Regions from separate parts of the Mus musculus genome. Here region 2 is linked to region 1. Evidence: chromatin contacts called from public Hi-C data. All regions are on one chromosome and are shown on one strand. Each heading gives the region's core, a stretch centred on a gene start, on an enhancer-like site or on the middle of the called end of the contact. The rest is flanking DNA. Distances are from core to core; before and after follow the strand shown. Region 1 has its middle 37 kb from the start of Nanog. Region 2 holds the start of C3ar1 (complement component 3a receptor 1).

Evidence for each region. Hi-C and Micro-C count contacts between places; a contact is called where the count stands out from the background.
Region 2: a Hi-C map of embryonic stem cells shows a contact between it and region 1, with 2.7 times the contacts expected there. The contact joins the promoter of C3ar1 here to the enhancer-like site in region 1. A contact is called at or near these places in 1 of 15 datasets of contacts at CTCF or cohesin (embryonic stem cells), 12 of 484 Hi-C or Micro-C datasets (Sertoli cells, cerebral cortex, cortical neurons and 6 more), 4 of 115 datasets of contacts at active chromatin or transcription factors (embryonic stem cells and pancreatic cancer cells) and 4 of 9 other capture datasets (adipose tissue, embryonic stem cells, liver and 1 more).

What each region holds. Positions count from the first base shown.
Region 1 is chr6:122,668,601-122,673,376 of GRCm38.p6, forward strand. No RefSeq gene overlaps it. Among named protein-coding and RNA genes, the nearest start is that of Nanog, 37 kb to the right of the region's middle. Within about 2 kb of position 1,466, at least 65 of the 459 cell types and tissues checked have an H3K27ac peak or open chromatin away from gene starts, as enhancers often do. A contact at or near this core is called in adipose tissue, cerebral cortex, cortical neurons and 1 more, where this site is marked.
Region 2 is chr6:122,852,976-122,857,799 of GRCm38.p6, forward strand. C3ar1 (complement component 3a receptor 1) reads right to left here and starts at 3,182. Exons shown (of 2, transcript NM_009779.2): 1 at 3,009-3,182.

The DNA of each region.
Region 1 (4,776 bases), core at 216-2,715:
CACTTCCTTCATGGCGTCAGTTGTGCTAAGGTCTGGAGGCCTGTTACACATAGCCTCACTGCGTTACCAGTTCACCGTCTCTGCTTTGTGCTTGCAGTTGAAGATGTGAGCTCTCAGCTTCCTGCCCAGGCCGCCATACCTGCAGCTTGCTGCCGTGCTCCCTTGACACAATGGGTTCTGTGCCTCTGGTTCTACCATTCTGTTCATAGGTAGCTTTTGGTCGTGGTATTTTATCAGGACAACAAGAAAGCAGCAAATAGAGTAGGTTTAAGGCAGGAGGTGAGAGCTGATGGGGGGGGGGCGGGGGCGGGGGGGGTCTGGGTCAAAGTAGGAATGGATCAGGGTAGATGTGTAAGAACTGGGGAAACAGGGTTTGCTCTGGCCCAGGGGTTCAGGTGAGTGGGACCCCAGTCTGGAGAATGGGTGCCACTCGCATACTCCCATTGCCATGATACTCTGCCTCAGCTCAGGTCCAGTGTAATGGTTCAGCCAGCCCTGCATCTGAAACCATAAGCCAAGTAACTCCTCTTTCCAATCATTTTTCTTGAGCACTTGTCACCGGGACAAGCTGGCTCATTGACTCGGATTTTACATTGTTGAAATCTTTTCAGTTGTGTGTGGGGTAGGCCATGTGTGCCTTGGTGCACATGTGCAGGTCAGAACAACTTGGGTGAGAGTCTGCTTCCTTTTTCTGCTCTGTATGGGTTGTAGGGATAGAATTCAAGTTTCGCATTTGAATTCTATGGTTTAGCACTTAAACATCAAAACCTTTCCCAGAACGTCACACTTCAATGCCATTGAGGAAGGTGTCTGTAACGCTGTGTGTGTGTTGTTAGTTAAACACATCATAAGATGAAGGAAAGCTGGGAGTGTCCTTAACACAGCAGCGAGCAGCAAAAGCTACTTTCTCCTCAAGCCTGGAGGAGTCTGGTCCGACAGTCCACCAACAGGGGGCGTTATTTCCCAGCCCTCGTGAAGCGTTGAACTGTCCTGGTGAGAAGGGTGATGTGCAGTTCCTTGTCTCAGCAGCAGATGGAGCCATAGGGACGAGAACAAGTTCCTAGGTGAAGGAAGGAGTGGGGGGAGACGAAGCGGAAGAAGCTGAAGTGCATCTTGGTCGGTCAAATTTTTCTTATTGATGAAAAAGATGATTAAAGGACACTGTGAATTTGAGACTATTCTGAACTACGTAGCAAGTTCCAGGACAGCCAGTGTTACAAATCAAGACCCGATTTTGGAAGAAGATGGGGGCTGGGGAAGGCGCCATGTTCCCCCCCCCACCCCCCACCCCCAGCTCCCATCTCATCTGTTGCTACATTTACTAGACTGCCAAGAATTTTCTCTCTCAGAAATTAAAAAAATAGTAAAGAAATAAAGAAAAAAGCCAGGCATGATGGTTCACTCTCATAATCCCATAATTCCATTACGTAAGAGAATCTCTCTACCAACCTGAGCTACAGAATGACTCCCGCTAACCCCCCTCCCCGCCCGCAAGCCCGAGCTAGTGTGAAACCCTGCCACAGGGGGGTGGGGGTGGGGCATACATATGCAATTTAAAAACAAACATACAAACAAACAAAAAACAGCTTTCCGGTTTTTTGCCACGCGCAACCTCACATTTATTTATCTCTTCTAACCCTAGTACCAGAGAAGCCGTTTCGGTGGTCAATCAGGATAAAGGAACATTGTGGGAATCAGAGTGACAAACAGGCCTAGCTGAGAAAGTACCATTCAACCCTAGGATCAGTGGCTGGCAGCCAGGCCAGTTTCCCTGGGCACATTCTGCCTTTGTTGATAGAGGCGAGGGGCTTCTGTGTGGCCTGTGAGGGTAAAGCTGACGGAGGGAGCACCGGAAACCTCCTACAACCTGAGCTAAGCACTACAACCTGAGCTAAGCACGGTGGGCTGGAGCGTGGTTCGGGGCACTCAAAGTTGCTCCTGCAGGGGACACGGCAGCTCACAACCTCTGTAACTCAGTCCCAGAGGATCCAGCGTCCTCTTCCAGCCTCAGCCATCACTAGGCATGCACAGGGTGCTCACACATAACATGCTGACAAAGCACCATTACACATAAAATAACAAAACATACTTAGAAAGTCATTTTAAAGAAACCGTTTTAAAGGTGTTTGTTTGTTTGTTTTTGTTTTGACGCAAGGCCTCACTCACTTTATAGCCCAAACTGAACTGCCTTGAACTCCAAATGTAACCCAGGATAGCCCCTCTGTCTGTCTCTATTCCCTAAGACACAATTTTTTGAGAGTCTACAATAAATATTGAAACTGCATGACTTAAGTGTTCCGAGAGTTTAATATTTTTCTATCTTTTGATGGACTAGGTTGATCTTAGTTCTTTGCTATAGTGAATAAAGTTCAATAAACAGGCGTACAAATATCTCTATGGCAGGGCACCGAGTTCTCTGGATATATGCCCGGGAAGGAAATAATTGGATCATGTGTAGTTCTATTTTTATTTTTTTGAGAAGTCTCCAAATCAATTTCCCAATATCTGTATTCATATTTATTTATCTATTTATTTATTTATTTATTTGAGACACAGTCTCTCTACAGTTCTGACTGTAGACCAGGCTGATCTCACAGATATCCACCTGCCTTTGCCTCCCAAATGCTGAGATTAAAGGCATGTACCACCACCCCCGCTTAGCTCTTTCTTTTTGCATGTCTCCAATGGGTTTTTGTTTTTTGTTGTTTTTTTTTTTTTTGTCAGATTTGTTGATGAGAGCCATTCTGAGGGGGGGTGAGGAGGTATCTTAAAATACTTTTAATCTGACTATCGATATTGAAGACTTTTTTTTTTTAAATAGTTTCATTCCCTTGGTATTTAATTTCTGCAATCCTTCATACATTTTGGCTATCAGCCCCTTGTCTGAAGTGCCGCTGGTAGATTTCGTCCCATTCTGTGGGCTGCCTGTTAATTCTGCTGATGGCTTCCTTTGCTATACAGAAACGTACATGTCCATGTAGTCCCATGTTGACACTGTCTGTTTGTAAGGCTGGAGCAGAACTTGCTTTGATCTGCCTTTGCCTGTAACGCCTGAGGTACCAGGGGTGTATGACTACACAGGCTCGGGCCTTTCTAATTGGGGCATTAACCCCAGTTGTGAGAATGGAGCCCACATGACTTCAACCCCTCCTAAGGACACTCGCGACACCGTCGCCTCCAAGGGGGAGGGTTTCATCAGATGAGTTTTGAGAACGATCAGATATTCCAACCATGACAAGTGTCATGGAGGCTGAACAAGAAAACCTGAAATCTTAGTATTTGTGAGGATGAAGCAGGATGAACCCAAGTTCAAATCTAGCCTAGGCAACTTAGTTGAAAGCCTGTTTAAAAAAAAAAAAAAGCAAAGAGGTGGGGAGTGCTGGTGTACCATTTAACCCCAGCACTTAGGAGGCAGAGGCAAGTGTTTCTCTGTGAGTTCAAGACCAGCTTGAACTACATAGAGAGTTCAGGTTTTGTTTTTTTTTAAAAGATTTATTTATTATATGTAAGTACACTGTAGCTATTTCAGACACCCCAGAAGAGGGCATCAGATCTCATTATGGATGGTTGTGAGCCACCATGTGGTTGGATTTGAACTCTGGACCTTCGGAAGAGCAGTCAGTGCTCTTAACTGCTAAGCCATCTCTCCAGCCCGAGTTCAGGGTTATATAGTGAGATTCTGTCTAAAAAAACAAAGAATAGCTGGGCGTGATGGCGCACACCTTTAATCTCAGCACTCGGGAGGCAGCGGCAGGCAGATTTCTGAGTTTGAGGCCAGCCTGGTCTACAAAGTAAGTTCCAGAACAGCCAGGGCTGTACAAGAGAAACCCTGTCTCAAAAAAACAAAACAAAACAAAACAAAACAAAATAATAATAAAACCCAAACAAACAGAGAATAACAACAACAACAACAACCCCTCCCGTAGTAAAAAAAAAAAAAAAAAAAAAAAAATCCCATATACTTGTAAGGTGGGTCATATTATAGCAAGATTTTTCAATGAGTAAGCTTTTTCATTTATGTGGTTATACTAAATAGTTTGTGTGTTATAAATAAACAAACAAAAACTAGGGCATACAGAACTCTGCAGCTCCCAAAATATGCCCGTGGACAAAGCTTTATAGGTCATTTTAATAACACTGGGACTTTATAAGTAAGGCAACATTAGTTTCACAGGGACATGTGACAGCAATGATTATCATCTCAGGCCTAGCAAGGATTAATTAATAATGTCTTAATGCTTCTGATGGGAAGTACGCTGGTCAGGAGGCTTTCTGGGAAGATAATTGGAACCATGGAAAGAAAAGCAAAAGCCAACATCCTCTGTCTCGGCTCTCTAGGGTGCTGTGCTGGGGGCGGGGCTGTGGCTTGATAACAGAGAGCGTTCTTGAGGTCCCAGCACTGCAGACTCCTGTTTAAACACAGGCGTGTCTTGAGTACCAGGTATACTAGACGCCAGTTGTTCTATTTTGTTTGACACGGTCTTGTGTAGCCCAGGCTGATTTATAATCCTCTTCCTCAGCATCCCCACGTACTTACAAGCCTGTGCCAGCACGCCCAGCTAGACTACATATAGTTTTCCGTGTGTACTGTACTGTGTGTGCCATGGTCATTGTTGACTGGGGAAGAGGCTGCAATCTGACAAAACCCAATGTCCAGAAAGTGCTACGTGCACATGGAAAAGCCTCCTAACAGGCAAATGCTTTAATTTTCTTTTTTTCTTTTCTTTTTTTTTTTTTTAAGATTTATTTATTATATGTGTATACACTCTAGCTGTC
Region 2 (4,824 bases), core at 1,932-4,431, 190 kb after region 1:
GTTGTGGACCTAGCACATAGTACTCTCTAAACTTGCTGTTTCAACTCAAGTCCCCACTTTTAACTTTTAACTTAAGGAAGATTCAATGTAAGGAATACCAAGTTTTCATCCAATTTTTTTTCCAACTTTGGGCGCTTATTGCTCTGAACAGTCATTCTTTTTAGTTTGTTTGTTTGAGGCAGGGTTTCTCTGTGTAGCCCTGACTTTCCTGAAATTCCCTCTGTAGACCAGGCTGGCCTCAAACTCTTGCCTCTGCCGCCTGAGAGAGGGGCTTAAAGGTGTGTGTCACCAAGCCCATCTTGAACAATCATTCTTAATTCTCTCCTTCATGGTTTGGGGTTATTTCGTCTTCTGCTCTTATTATTCTGCTAAAATTGCATCTAGAACCCAAAGCCAGACGGACTTCTCTATCTTCTACAGTGAAGTTCTCTGCAGTCTGCCCTCCTGGTCGGTGAGATCCTTCCCTAGTTCTGAGCACTCGGACAAATGCATCCTTTCTGCCCACGTCTCATCCCTTCAGATCAATGCTGCTTTATATTCCTAAGCAGGGCTAATGGTTTCCACTTAGAAATACGCCCCTAGAATGGCTTCTTCCATGCCCTACACTAAAATTCTACCCATTAAAATACTTACTCCTCAAGGTTAACCTCAATGCACTATATCTAAAACAGTCTCTTATAATCCTCGAAGAAACTGATTCTTTGGTCTCTCACTTGTACATGTGTGTGCTGACTCATGTACATGAATGTAGAAGTGTGTGGTTGATTTTTTTCTGACATGTCCTATGAGGAGGCACATGTAATCTTAGGTTGTAATTTTTATAGTGGCCCTAAACTGTGTGATGGTAAAGACAAGACCTGTTTACAAATGCCTCTTCCATATCATTTAGCATATGGATCAAGGGTCACTTTTTTTTTCTTTTGTTTTTTTCTGAGATGAAGTTAGATTATATAGACCAGGCTGGCCTCAAACTGGAGATCTTCTGCCTCAGTCTACCAAATGTTGGGATTACAACGCATGTACCCCCACGGCCAGGGGGATGCTTACCTTTCGGGTTTAATTTTTTCATTTTCAATTACATTAAAAATATTAGTCTTTAGCCATTTTATTTTTTTCCCATATGGCTTCTTAATTCCTATGCTGTCTCTTCTAAATTTCTCTCTTGATTTTAAATTCCCAAACATTACTGGATGTAGTAACAGTTTATATCTTTAAAAATGATTAATTTTCATTTTATGTGTGTTGCTGTTTTGCTTGCATGCGTGTCTGTGGGATGGTGTCAGATTTCCTGGAACTGGAGTTACAGACAGTTGTGAGCTGCCATGTAGGTGCTGGGACTTGAACCCTGGTAGAGCAGGGTTCTGGAAGCGCAGCCACTGCTCCCAACCACCGATCATCTCTTCAGCCTCCTCCATTTTTATTTATTTGATTTGATTTGATTTTTTGGTTTGCTTGTTTTTAAATGGAAGCTGGGACATTTGGAAGCGATTCTGCTGAACTTGACAAAAGTTTGTGACAAGTCTTATGCGGTAAGCAGAAGTTAGGATAACAACAGAATAAGAAGAAAAGGAGAAACGATACCCACTCTGGTCTCTGTCTTTTTCAAGTCCTACCATTCCCTTATGTGAACGGCAAGAACTCGGATCTAGTGTCCCATTCCAACCTCAATGCGTACCATCCTAAGATGCTGAGAGCAAAGCCCACCCAGAGACTGCTAGGAACAGAGCAACCCACAGACATCCCTCGCTGTGCAGCTTTTGATGCTGAGATTCTGGAGATGACGTGGCTTTCACGTGACCGCAGCCGGGGAGAGCCCCAGCTACTCACCTAATAACGCCTAGGTTACTGTTCTTTTTTACTGCAGGGATCACATGACTGAGAAACTGTGGTCTCGATAATAAAGTGGACATAGCGATTTAAAATAACAGAAGTTGAAAGGAAAACATTCCAATGTAAGAGCAACTGAGTTCCGTGCTGTGAGGAATAGTTTAAATATCACAAATGATCTTCCTTGAAAGCTCACACCCTAAAAGTCATCCAGGACAAGACCACATTACATTTCCCCAAGTTCTGAGCAACCCCCCCCCAAAACCAAACCAAACAAAAACCCTCTATGTTTAAGTTTTTTATAAAGATTTCAGGATTGAGTTGGCCAGAGTAATTAAAAAAAAACCTGAAACTAAAATGTATTTATGATGAGTAAAAATTAGATTTAAATATCAAATAATAATTATGGAATGATAGAACCAGCTATTTTGATAAGGAATAGCTCAAAGAACGGGAGAGTTACAGAGAGCAACAGAAGAAGAATCCACATATGGGCATATATATATGTGTGTGTGTGTGTGTGTGTGTGTGTGTATATATACATAAAAATAAATGTGTGTACATGTGATCAATGATTACAGAAGCAAAACTAAGGGAAGAAAACATGATCTATAATCTAGGGGAATAAATAACATAAATTCATTATTATTTTCAGAATGAAAATATTAAAAGCCAAGATAAATAGAATGTATAGTATTTACATAAAAATAAAAGTAGACATGGAGATAAGACAGGAGAAATAAAAATTTGGGAAAGTTGGGAGGCAGAGACAGGCGGATTTCTGAGTTCAAGGCCAGCCTGGTCTACAAAGTGAGTTCCAGGATAGTCAGGGCTACACAGAGAAACCCTGTCTCGAAAAACAAAAACAAAACAAAACAAAACAAAACAAAACAAAACAAAACAAAACAAAACAAAACAAAAGTTAGGGAAAGAACCAGATATGATTGTGTACAACTTTAATCGCAGGAGAAGGAGATATAGCTCTGTGAGTTTAAGGCTAGCCCAGTCTATGTAGTGAGTTCCCAACCATCCAAGGCTCTATGTAAGACTCTCAAAAAAAAAAAAAAAAAGTTTTAGGGAAAAGAATAGAAGGAAACAGAAGATAAGGAACTTGAAGCCATTGTACATAATCAGCAGGCTAAACCAAGCATGAACTATAAGGCTCATCTATGTTTTCTTACCAAGCACACTGAGATGGAATCCAAAGGCTCCAGGACTGATGATCTGCGAGCCACCAACAAATCCTGTCTGGTCCAGCCAAAATGAAGTAGTGAAGTGCATTGGACGAGTTGCTGAGCACTGACTTTTCCCTGGGTAAAGGGAACTCAGGATCATGACTGCTATCTGACTGCACAGGAAGGGCCTTTCCATGAGTCACCTCTTAAACTTAGCCGGCGTAGATAAGAAAAGCAGAAGGACAGAGGAGGGCGGGTGGAGGAGGCCGATCAGGACACAGATATTTCCTGCAGGAACCTGTCACCTTAGCTACGAGATGCTGAGATGCAGGCAGGCAGAAATTTGAGGCTTGTCTGTGCTACAGAGTGAGGTTTTATTTTTTTCCCTTTAAATTTGCTTTATTTTATCTTTATATCAGTATGTGTGTGCCATATATGGTTGCTCACAGAGGCCAAGAAAGGATGCTAGATTTCTTGGAACTGGAACCTAATGTGGGTGCTGGGATCTGTTTTTAACCTCCGAGCCATCTCTCCAGTCCCATAGAATGGGGTATTTAAAAGATCTATTGATTTTCTTTTATGTGTAGGAGTTCTTCCCCCCCCCCCCATTTGTGTGTACATATATTTGTGCCTGCTACCTATGGAGGCCAGAAAAGGGCATGGGGGGGGGGGTCCCTGGAATTGAAGTTATAGATTTGCCAGTCACTCATTTGGTGCTGGGAACTCAACTATTAAGCCATTTTTCCAGCCTCTACAGAGTGATTTTAAGACCAACTTGAGAAAGTTAGCAAGACCTTATCTCAAGACAAAAAAGTAATAAAAGATCTAGGGATATAGATTGTGGGTGAGCACTTGTCTGCTATGTCCTAGGTCTTGTGGTTAATCCCCAGGTCAGGAAAAAACTGTGTGTGTGTGTGTGTGACGACGGGAGATGGCTATGATCAAGTTAGGTTGAATGCATATGTACTTGTTAAAGAACAAATAACACATTTAAGAACAACAACAAAAAGATGGCTGAGTTGGGAGGTGTAGCATAAATTTTTTGCAACCTACTTTTAATTATAAGGTTCATTCTCTTCTCTAACCTACCACCCAGCAGAGAGAGTGGAAGAAAAGTTATTAGAATATGGTGGAAGTGGGCCTGTTCAGCAATAGTTCTTTGGGGGGGGGTGGGCGCAATCCCCGTCTTCTTTCTCAGCAGTTCAGTCCCATAGCAAACACCAAATACAACTCAGCAGTTGTAGACCAGTCCTATAGGCAGGCAGATGCCACACATGAGCTAGCAGCTTCAATCCAGTCCTCTCCACCAGCAGACACCGGGCATGAATGCCAACTGGTCTGAGGCAAGGCTGCTAAAGTGGCAAGCAGCTGCAGGAACCGAAGTCCTTGGGTGAGTTTCTCTCAATGGCTGCATTACCACGAGTTGAGCTCAACCACGCTATATAAGGTGAATGAAGAATGGGGAGACAGAGCAAACCAAACCAAGGCTCAGTGCTCATGCCCCACTGTCTGTGGAGTCATATTTACATTCTTTCCTCAAGTGTCCTTTCACGTGTCTGCTATATCAAAACTTCCTTTCACCGTCGTCTGCTTCAGGAAAACATTTTCTCACATGTTTAGTTTAGCAAGACATCCTTTCACCTGTGCACCCCAGCAAAACATCATTTGACAGAACTAACTTTCCAAAGAAACTAGAGATTTCCGCTTAAGGGGGTTTTGAGGAGGAATGCTGTAAAAATACATTTAATTAATCTCAAATGGTATTGCTCTATGTTTGATACATGGATAAACTGTGCTATGCCAAAATGAGAATAAGTTAACT